Linked DNA regions of Mus musculus: region 2 is linked to region 1. Evidence: chromatin contacts called from public Hi-C data. All regions are on one chromosome and are shown on one strand. Each heading gives the region's core, a stretch centred on a gene start, on an enhancer-like site or on the middle of the called end of the contact. The rest is flanking DNA. Distances are from core to core; before and after follow the strand shown.

What was found. A called contact is a pair of places that touch in the nucleus more often than the background predicts.
Region 2: a Hi-C map of cortical neurons shows a contact between it and region 1, with 2.0 times the contacts expected there. The contact joins two enhancer-like sites. A contact is called at or near these places in 4 of 484 Hi-C or Micro-C datasets (cerebral cortex, cortical neurons and nephron progenitors), 1 of 115 datasets of contacts at active chromatin or transcription factors (the 230-238 cell line) and 3 of 9 other capture datasets (adipose tissue, embryonic stem cells and liver).

What each region holds. Positions count from the first base shown.
Region 1 is chr1:13,192,718-13,198,111 of GRCm38.p6, reverse strand. All of the region lies in intron 4 of Ncoa2 (nuclear receptor coactivator 2), which reads left to right. Among named protein-coding and RNA genes, the nearest start is that of Prdm14, 68 kb to the right of the region's middle. Within about 2 kb of position 3,066, at least 24 of the 459 cell types and tissues checked have an H3K27ac peak or open chromatin away from gene starts, as enhancers often do. A contact at or near this core is called in cortical neurons, where this site is marked.
Region 2 is chr1:13,295,878-13,301,662 of GRCm38.p6, reverse strand. The region is part of intron 1 of Ncoa2 (nuclear receptor coactivator 2); the gene reads left to right. Among named protein-coding and RNA genes, the nearest start is that of Gm23169, 36 kb to the left of the region's middle. Within about 2 kb of position 1,947, at least 15 of the 459 cell types and tissues checked have an H3K27ac peak or open chromatin away from gene starts, as enhancers often do. A contact at or near this core is called in cortical neurons, where this site is marked.

The DNA.
Region 1 (5,394 bases), core at 1,817-4,316:
TCTGTGATAACTCCAGCTGTGTCAAGTTGACACAAAGCTAGCCAGTACACACATGACTTCCAGTGTCCATGTTACCTGCCAGTGAATCCAACAGGTAGTGTGTTAAATAAAAGTTGTTTGTGGGCATAAGAGAGTGAGTAGATCTCTTGGACAGGCAGGTTCTAGCTAGTTTTACCTAGTGACCTAGTCTTCTCTAGTAACCATCTCTCTTGGAAAGTGTAGTCTTTAAAGGAGTTTGTGCTGGCTAGTTTTATGACAACTTGACACAAGATTTAATCATCAGAGAGGATGGAGCCACACTTGAGAAAATGCCTCCATAATATTGGTCTGTAGGCAAGACTATAGGGTATTTTCTTAATTAGTGATTGATGGTGGAGGGTCCAGCCCCTTGTGGGTGGTGCTATCCCTGGGCTTGTGCTCCTGGGTTCTAAAGCTGAGCAAGCCATGGGCGTAAGCCAGTAAGCAGCACTCCTCCATGGCCTCTGCTTTAGCTCCTGCCTCCAGGTTCCTTGCCAGTTCAGTTGTTGTCCTAGCTTTCTTCAGTGATGGACTACAGTGTGGGAGTGTGAGCTACAGAAACCCTTGCTTCCCTCACTTGATCATGGCGTTCCATTGAAGAATAGAAACCCTAACTAAGACAGAAGTGAGACCAAGGCTTAGTTCTCTAATGATGGGTGTCAGTCAGGGGATATGTGTAGGGTGGGAATGGCCTTGAAGTTGATTGAGTTTGCTTGATTTGTGCAGAAGGAAAGTCATGATATGCTAAGTAGAAGCTCAGTGTCAAAAGTGAGGGAGGCAACTCGGGTCTTAGGCTCCTCCCACTGCTAACAAAGTGCAGCTGCAGGTTTAGTGTGCACGCACGCACGCAGGGCAGGTGATCCTGTTGAAAAGATGAACCCGTTGGAGAGCTCAGGAAGGCCGTGTGTTTTCTGTTAGCAGAATGCTTCCTAATGAGTAGGAATGTGCTGCCGGTTTCACGGAGCCATATGGCAACTTTGCTAATTTTAGCTGGGTGCAGTTGCCTGATTCTTTCCTTTTGCCTTCTAGAACCTCTGAGATGCTGCACAACTTTTCTTGTAACTTTTAACCTGTGCTGCTTGGCCAGACACTATGTGTCCCTGTTTCCATGACTTCTTTGTCCCTCATGGGTCTGTACAGGTTGTACTGCTACCAAGTTTCACAGCCAGGTACTGCATGCAACACAGGGCAGGCAGGGCAGAAGCAGTGCGTGTATTCCCGGTAGGATCTTAGAGTCTGCTATGCAGGTGATTAGACTTGTGTTTGACATCAGCCCATTGAAAAATCGATAGGTTTCTGAGTGAATGCTTTTACTCATTTTAAAGCAGTGGGATTAATTATAAAACCTGTGTAGTGTATCTGGTTCATTTTAGCAAAAGATTTTAATGTTCTACTCTGAATAACTTGGATTCAGTTTTTTTTTTTTAAAGGCAGTGCTCTTCATGCTTGGCCTGATGTGAAAGTCATTAATTGGCTTTCCAGTCGAGGGTGGATCTGGTCTCGAGCACACAGGGATTTTTATATGTATAAATATCTGTGCAGTATCGTCATCAGACAACATGTCACAGAGTGGGCCCTAGTTGATGACGTCTGTCTTTTTAAAGCTAATGTTTGTAAGCTTCTACAGCCTTTTTTATTGAGAGAGAGAGAGAGAGAGTGAGCGTTCGCAATTGAGCACACACGAAGGTGTATATCATCTTCTCCCGTGATGATTCCTCACCTCATACCTGTAACGGGTACTCCAGTGGTACTTGAGTTTCTGTCTGCCTGACGGCTGCCACTGCTCTGCTGGAGTAGAGCAGTCATGTGACTGCCCATCAGAGCCAAGGCTGCCATCCCTCTATTCTGAAGGGAGGGACCCTCTATTCTGGCAGTGTTTTATGGAAAGACTACACTTAAATGTTCTCAGTACACTTGGCTAATAAACAAATACACAATACTAATATAAAAAAGCATTAGTTACCACCACAGACCAATGAATATACCTCAGAGGAATCTAAAAAAAAATAAAACTATTTCATAATTCCCAAATAGCTCATATGTTTTCTTTTAAAATGAATTGTTTTTTACAAAGCTGTATTTTTGATTTATTGCTGTTCTCACCAGAATCTGGGATTTTGCTTTCAGACTTCTCCTCGTGCATGGCAGTGACGAAGAGCAATTTAATCCATCCACTTCAAAGAAATGTTTTTCCTGCATTAAGTCAGTTTTATTTCTAGAGATCAAATGCCCCACCTTTTCTTTTGTTCTTAGAGAAAGCACAAATAATAATTACTTATGAAAAATAGGAATTTAATATTAATGATTTCCCCCCGTTTGCAGTATGACTCATCTTACACAGTCCCTGAAGAGACAGGATTTGTTCTCTGCTTTGAAACTGGAAATCTAATTAATTGGTATTAGATTTTTGGAGTACAGGCAAATGGAAGAGGGAGAGGGTGGGACATCGGGAACAGCCACCCAGGAGGACAAGGGTGGGCAAAGGTAGAGAAAGGGTTGGTGGGAGGGCTGTCCTGCCAGGGCTTGGCGTTTGTAAAGCAGAGCTGTGACATAGCTGTTCTATGCTTTTCAGAAATCTTCTGGAGAGCATTGTGCCTTCGCTGTCACTCTCTCAAGTCAGAGTCTTTATCTAAAGAACACGGCCGGAATGGCTAAGACACAGCAGGGACATGTGAAGTCAAAGCACAGAGGGACTCTGGAATTTAAATGTTAGCATCTCTTTCTCTGATGTTGTGATGAGATTTCATAAGGTTGTGATCATGGAAAATCTGGTACCAGCCTTCCACTGGTTCCTCTACCAAAGGGTATTTTTATAACAATGTATTTTTATAGTTAATGGATGAAGAAAACTAAATATAGTTCATAACCACTGAGAAAATTGCCTAATTTAAAATATTAAATGGTGTGTTTTAGTATAGAAATGCTGTACTTACGGAAGTATAAATATCTAAGAATCAAAGCTTATTTTTATATGCTGCATACAAATGGCTTACTCATTGCTGCACTGTCTGAGATACAGCACATGTCCAGTTAACATACAGTTAGTCCCAGAGGAGAGCTCCTCACCCCTCCCCCAGCTCCCTCCTCCTCCCTCCTCTGCTTTGCCTCCCTACCTCTGCAGCTCTTATTTAATGTCAAGGCCGAACTGAATATTGGGCAGAAGTGGCAAGTACTTCATGAAAAAGTACAAATACTGAAAATTCAGGACAAGTTTTTTGTTTATTACAATTGCTTTAGTAAAGCTGGGTTTCTGGGTATTTTGTATCACTTGTTATTATTGACTAGTTTTTATTATTTTACTACTGAGAAGTGGCCCAAACGTAAACTCAATGCAGAACTGAAGAACCTTACAACAGATTGTCTAGAAAATGCATTCCAAACAGTGAGGTGTACAGGACTGCGAAGCTGGGTTTTCCCTGCCAGAGACTTTCTGGAGACGCTCTCAGGCTCCACACCGCTTGCCTTGTCGTGGTTCTGCACACCCGAGTGATCTTTAAAGTTACATGCTCCACTAATACAACTTCAGCCTAATACTGAACATTGTTTCTTTGGTCCTCACTACACCTCTAGTTTTGGTCATTTGGGGACACCAGAATATTGGCTTTTTTCACAGTGGGGTAGCAGCAGCGATAGTGCACGCCTCTGATCCCACTACTTGGAAGGCAGAGGCAAGTAGCCAAGCCTGGTCTACAGAGCAAGTTCCAGGACAGTCAGGGTCACACAGAGAAACTGTTTCTCAAAAAAACACAAAAAACAAAAAAAGAGAAAAGAGGAATATTGTTTGAAGGCCTGCCTGAGACTTGTGGTGGTCTTCTGCCACTGGTCCACAGGTCTAACCCCTAGAATCTAACCTAACCAATCTTAACATTCATGAAACACAGCCACCCATGCCCAGCCATCCCTCCCTTCTCTGAACTAAAGTTGGCTCCTTACGGCTCAAGCCTTCATTTTCCTCTTCTGCTGAATGACACGTGTTCTGCCCTCCTGGAAGCATTGTGAACTACTGGCCAATAAGGACTACCTTGACACACCACCCACTCACCCACTCCAAGGCCCTCGGGCTGTATTCCACTGCCTATGTGGGCTGTGATGTTAGAATCACCTGCTGCCTTTTTCCTTTTAAAGATTTACCAGGTGAGTATTAAAAGGAGAAAACAGCATATTTTGTTATTATAAACAGTTTTCCAGTATGGTACCTATTTTTATCCAAGTGTTCCAAAGTCTCTCCTAGCCCTTGTTCCGTGTTCTATCTGATTGATAAGTTTCTAAAAAGAAACTTGTGTGCTGATTTGCTCTTGGTTCTTTGTATCTGTCTTTTCCTAAAGGTGTAAAATGGTCTGTTTGAGCATATTGCTGCAACAGTTAGTTACACACCCAGGCCTGGAGTTTATAAGTGGCAGGGGTACTTGCCTGATTGAGTTGTCATAAGGAAAGTTGTGTACTTTACACAGAACTACTAATAGATGAATTTACTGCTATCAGAAAGCTATCATACCCTTTAGATATATGTCTCATAAAGTCTAATGATTGCTCAAGGGCTATGACAAACATCACTAAGATGTGTTTATTTGACCCTCAAAACAACAATAGTACTCCACTGAAAGAAGCGATCAGAATCTCCTCTGACCATAACCTTAGGTTTTCTAGCAGGTGATTTTAAAAACTGGAGAAGGAGTCTGAGCACCAGCCCTCACTCTTTGCCCCCTAACTCTAGGTCATGGCCAGCTGCCTTAGGCTCTGCCCTCAGACTACAGTGGTCCTCAACACTGCCTTCCTGTGTGTCATGAGCTAGGTCAACTTTGATTCCTTGTCAGGTTATTTTTGTTCAATGATGACAAAAATATCTAATACACATGGTAACATATTTGAGAGGTATTTTCTTTGATACTAGTTTTTATACTCTTAAGTTCAAGTAGTAGTATTTTATTCCATTAGGGAGAAAATGTTGTTTGTTTTAGATTAAAACTTTTTAAGGGCTAGGGAGAAGGATCGCAGGTGAGAGCCCGGGCTGCTCTTGTAGCTGTCAGTAACAGGCACGGAGTTCCCATTCACAGCAACTGCAGCTTCATCTCTCACTGGATCCCCCAACATTACCGTCAGCCAAGTGCCCCCCCACACACACACTCCTTCTCTAACCCGGAGCCTCACATTTACCACCAAGCTGCATGCCTGACCCAAGTCCAAGGAATAAGATAGAGATTTAACAGTGGAGGATGAACTGAGAGAAGAGCAGAGGCGTGGGAATTTACCGTGTCCACACAAATGTCTCTCTGTAGAGCAATTCTCTGGAAACCCTGCGCCGTACTCCTCAACCCTGCCCCTCGCCTTGCTTTCTAGGCTTGAGCTGCACCCTGAAGTGGAGCTCAGAGGGGAATA
Region 2 (5,785 bases), core at 698-3,197, 100 kb before region 1:
TCCTATGGTTTAGGTTTAGATCATTTGTCATGTGGCTTAGGTTTGTGTGTGTTCATGGCTTTCTCCTCCTTTAGTCCTTTCCTGGGTCACACAGACATGCGAGCGGGGAGTAAACCCTGCTGATGACTTTGCCCTTGCTTACAGTTTCAGTTTCCAGGCAGCTTTCTTTACAATCGCTCACATACAGACCCAAGCTAACTGGACACTGACCCTTTAGATTAGCCCACTTTCCCAACAGTTCTCATGTGACTTTGATATTAAGTGGAACTGTTAATAGAGTTAGTAGTTTAGTGTGGACAGTAAAGACCATGCTCACCCATGCTCAGTGCATGTGCTCTCAGCGAGCTGAGACACATGGTGTGTTTGGTTTGTGAGTGCTTTTCTTTGGAATGCTGCTCAAAGGTTGGGATTTTACCATCTTTTCTTTCCCTCAGAGGTGCTGGATGCCAAGATGATGCACAGGTAAAGGGTAAGCCAAACATGGAGGAGGCTGGGCAAGTTGTGTGCTCACTGCTCATGGTTGGCGTGCAGGCCCTCCCTGTTACTGGGAGACCGTCAGGGCTTCCTTGGTGTTTCCTCACCATTTCTCTTAGGGTCTCTTAGAACATGGGCCTTGGACAGCTCCACCTTTTCCGAGAACTTCCAGGGGTGGACTCTTTCCCTACTTCCTCAGTGAATTCAGACTCAAGTTCTTCGCCCTAACCCACTTGTGCAGTCCTCCACAGCGCACTGCAGCCTCTTCAGCTCCCCATACTTGTATGGAATGCATGTACTTCTATGCATTTCAACTGTGCAAATGCCGGAAAAGACTCAGGTTGTCAAGGTGACTGGAGCTAGGCATGCCACTGTCACTCAGGAAGGCTCTGCTCTGCCATTGACCTGTAGGAAACGGCTCTATTCTCAGAAGTTAAAAGGTGGGCTGGTGAGGTGGCTCCATGGTTCAGAGAGTTTACTACTGCACAGCAGAGGGCTCGGTGCCACGCATGAAGGTGTTGGTATGCATTTGACATCTTTTAATTACATTGCATTTTGTAGTGGATGCTGTTGTGTGTCCTGTTTAAAGATTAAAGAATGTTCCAAAACCACTTAGAGCAGTGTTCCTTGAAGCAAGCTGACAGTGAAGAGGTGTCCTCCCTCCTCCTTCTTCTCCACCTTCGTCCATCCGTCCGTCCGTCCGTCCTTCTGTGTGTGTGTGTGTGTGTGTGTGTGTGTGTGTGTGTGTGTGTGTGTTCCAGTTATAATCGTCTGCAGAGTGCAGTCTTATTTCTTGGACATTCAGACATGCCTTTTCGATGCCGTGAGCTTTGGGTAGTTTCATCATTTAGTGTGTGTGGTTTTTTTGTTTTTTGTTTTTTCCAAACAATGCCTTAGTTACATCTATCTCAAGTGGCTCTGGATTTGTGTCCTCACTTACAGAGCAGTCATTTTATAGAATTTTCCTTCATGTCAGGAAACACGGTAATTGTGCACTGGTGGAATGTGCCGTGCATATGCACACTCTGTACTGTTTTCTGTGCTGTTGTTTTCCTGGGGTCTTGGTGGGATGCTGTGCTTTGTTGAGATAGGACTTGCTATGTATTTGTGGAGAACACTGTTGCTGTTGAAATGTATATTGTATTTCCAAATGTTTGTGGTCTGTTGGGAGAGTCACCCCCTCAATTCTAAAACCGATATGATGGGGGGAGGGCGGGAGACTGATATGTGCTTAAGGACCAGGAAGTTCTGGAGTGTCTGAAATCTAGCCAGCACAGACTGCAGCTATTGCTTTAAACACTTGTGTATCTTTAGAAACAAACGCATACTATTTTGTTATAGTTCATTCTCCTTTAAAAGCAGAAATGTGTGTATTGCATAAACCTTAATACTTGCATGTCTACATCTATGTATAAATGAGGAGGAGGTTTGAGACTACATCACAATCTCTTATTGTCTTCCCACAGCCCTGTCAGCCTCAAGGCATTACGTCACCAAGTGAGAAGCCATGCCTCTATCCTGAAGTGGTAAAGATGCTATTCCTGAAAACAGCTTGAATTACTAAGCTGCTTTTTACTTTCAAAAGCTTTTGAAGTATTTTGGGACTTGCCAACCACTATTAGTTGGAAGTGTGTTTGGTTTGTTCTGGGAGCTGATAGTTGTCTGAAAGAAGGGTTAGAAATGTCTCGTTTCTTTGGGAATTGTGTTATAATTTGGATTAATTAGCTTTCGCCTCAGAGTTTTCTCTTTTATAAATAGGGCAAACCCCATATTTGTCAGGAGTTCTGGGCCCCAGTTAGCCAGCTGAGTTTTTACACAAGCTTTTACGCTTGGACCTGGATGCTGGCTCCAGGTGCAGACACAGCACCATGGATGCTGAAGATGGCGTTACTTCCCTGGTGTCATCCCTTCCACCTTCTGCTTGATGTGTGCTAAGTGTGCCCACTTCTGATGAACTGAGGGCCCCTTGGTTCCTCAGCATTGCTTTAATGTAGCTACAGACCCATGGAGTGGAGAGCTGCAGTCTCATGTTAGGAGTCTAGTGTCTATGAGCATGGCAAAATGCCTACCGTCCCTTGCCGAATTATCTGCAGGGTCTCTGGGGTTTTTAACCTAGCTCAACCAGAAACCAGGCTGCCTTTAACAGTCCCACATAGCAAAAAGCATATAGTGTTAAAGGGGAAATTGCAAAGTTGTGTTAAAGGGGAAATTGTAGTAAAGTTACATGATTTTTAATAAAATAAAAAAAGAGGATTTTTAGGAAGTATAAACCAGTCATTGTGTCATCCATCTATCCATCTATCCATCCATCCATCCATCCATCCATCCATCCATCCATCTATCCATCCATCCAGGTGGTGGGGATGAAGTGTGTTTGTGTAGCCCAGACTGGCCTTGAACTCAGAGATCTCTTGTCTCTGTCACCTAAGTGCTTCTGGGGTCAAAGGCGTGTACCACCATAGCCTACCATTCTGATTTGTTATTTTAGAAATAAAACCACCCCCCCCCCCACAGAGTTTCTCTCTATAGCCCTGGAACTCACTCTGTAGACCAGGCTGGCCTTGAACTCAGATATTCCCCTGCCTCTGCCTCTGCCTCCCAAGTTCTGGGATTACATTGCTGCTTTAAAACACCCACGTTCACTACAGACCCTTTCCCTCAACCAAGAAAGGCACCAATTATCAACACTTGATAACTTAGTAGCCACTTGAGCCTTTCTGTACCTGAAATCTTGACAAAAAATTGAGACATAAAGGCCCCAAACTGTGTTATTTTAGGAAATTTAAGATATAACATTTTACCAGATAGTGGTGACAGGCCTTTCCCCGCACTCAGGTAGCAGAGGCAGGTGTTTCTGAGTTTGCAGGGAGCCTCGTCTACAAAGTGAGTTCCAGGACATGCAAGGCTACACAGAGAAACCCTGTTTGGAAAGAACAAGCACAACAGTAACACACAAAACCAAAAGATACGGCAATGTAACTTCTAGAAACAATCAATTAATTAAAAATGATGCAATGTTTTTCTTAGGGCTATAAAATTTATTTTGTAGCTCTTGTGTATTTGCAAGGGAGCCAGAAGGCCTCAGCTCTAGACTTTTGTGTCTGAATGATTTCTTTTTCCAATAGTTGAATGGTGCACAGCAGTGTCTTCCCACACGCCTTTGAGTGCCCACCCTGAACCCTTGTCTCCTTCCTTGCTCCTACACTCCCATGAGTCTTCTACTTTCAGGTCATATGTGTTCACGTGTGTTGTGTGTCTGTGTGCACTCCATGATTTAGTGGCTTTGGTCACATCCAGTGCCATCAGAGCATTTACAGGGCATAATTAAAAGCTCATGATACCTCACAATTGTAGGCTGCAATGAAACAGTAAGAGGGGGTATTGTTGTTTAGGGTGTGGTTAGAGAAATAGTTGTATCTTTTAATTAAACAAAGGATGGCTAATGCCTGAAAACTAGTCTATTGAACAGGAGGGACTGTGAGCTTTCAAACAAATCAGGAACTTGAGAATCACGGTGTGTAGGTTCTTTTGTCACTGATGAATTTGAGTCTTAGCGATGCTCAGTGGTGATCTCAGGAGCCCAGATCGTTGCTTGGCATCTGTACCCCTGAGAAGAGAGGGCCTTGCTTGAGACTTCGGTAGCATAGACTCTTAAGGCATCTCTTCCAGATGGCAGGATTTGGGGGAGAGCGGGGTGATAGTTTACTAAGTCTTAGTGTGTGTGCACATGCGTGTGTGTGTGTGTGTGTGTGTGTGTGTGTGTGTCCCCATGTGCACACTGGAGCCATGGCACTTATGTGGAAGTCAGGGCTGCTACAGAGAGTAGTTTTTCTCCTTCCTCTATTTGGGTCCCAGGGATCAAACTCAGGTAGTAAGGCCTGGTGCCTCCCATATTATAATGGCTGAGCCATCTCAGCAGGTCCACGTGTTACTTTTCATACTTGAAGGCTATTGTTTTGACTTTTTCAGTATTTTTGAACAAAGTATTGATGAGCTAATAGTTAGCATTGTGAATTTTTTCTTATTTTAAAAAGGAAGTTGACATAGTAGCAAGTGTTGTGCTTTAAGCGAAATGATAAGAGGAAGGCAAACCAGCCTGAGTGACTTGGCTGGCAAGAGGCTGTCTCTTTGCAGGGGATTTAGAGGGACGATTAGGAAAAGAAAGAAAAGAGACAAGTGTAGAGCTCCACAGCCAGCGATCTTGGACACCGTGCTTACCTGATGACTGTTTTGTTCTTTCACAACATGGGATCAAGCAGTTTTCTTAGGTTTAAAAATACTTTGTTGAATATTGACTCTTATTTGTGTTCCCTTTGGTATCATATGACATTTGAAGAGAGAAAGCTACAAATAGAAGAAGTTTGACTAATTTTAGGACCTAGAGAATAGTATTATGAAAGGTTACATTGTGCTTCTTTAATAAAAGAAGCAGTTAGAATTATTTTAGCCACTGGCATAGTGTGTTTAAACTGCACACACACCTAGACAGACATAAATCCCCGAAAAAGCAGCAGCTCACTGCTCGCCTGTTTCCCACCCCATGTCCTGGAGTCACAGCTGCAGTAAAGCAGGGCAGTCCTATAGCTGGTCTAGAATGCATCTTAGACGTGTCTCTCGGCCATACTCAGTGACGAAAACGTGAAGGGGATTAGTTACGCGTGCCTTGAATTTCCCGTCTGAAACGAGAACCCAAACATTATACCATCCAGGAGAGCTAACTATGGCCTGGGTAACCTGCAGACCTTCTGTGGATGCCGGTGCTGCCTTCACCTCCTTCTCGTGGAGGCACTCAGACTCGGGTGACACTGAGACTGCTCTAGGTTTTACGACTTGGACAAATTTGGTTGATTTCTTAATTATGCTCCTCATGGCTAGCTATTTTTGTGAGGGAGGAAAAATTAAAATATACAGGAAGACATCATGAAGCATTCTTCAAATTTAAGTTTCTTATAATCTTTTGGTTGTGAACCTAGCCTTTAACAGTTGAGCCATCCCTCCAGCCCCAAATTTAAAATTTTTAAAGCCAGGTGTTCTGAAATTGTGTGTGTGTGTGGGGGGGGTGGGGTGGGGGCGGCATCCTATGCCTGCAGACGTCAGAGGGATATAGGATTCTGAGGTTGAACTTACAAGTGGCTGTAAGCACCCTGGTGTCGGAGCTGCGAATTGAACTCAGGTATGAAAACAGTATGTGCTCTGAAATTGCTGAGCCATCTCTTCAACTGCAGCACTGAAAAAGTTTTAGTTATTGTATAGGGTCCAAGACTTGAAGTAGTTGTTGCCCTTGAGTTTTAGGTGTTATGGCAGTGTGAAA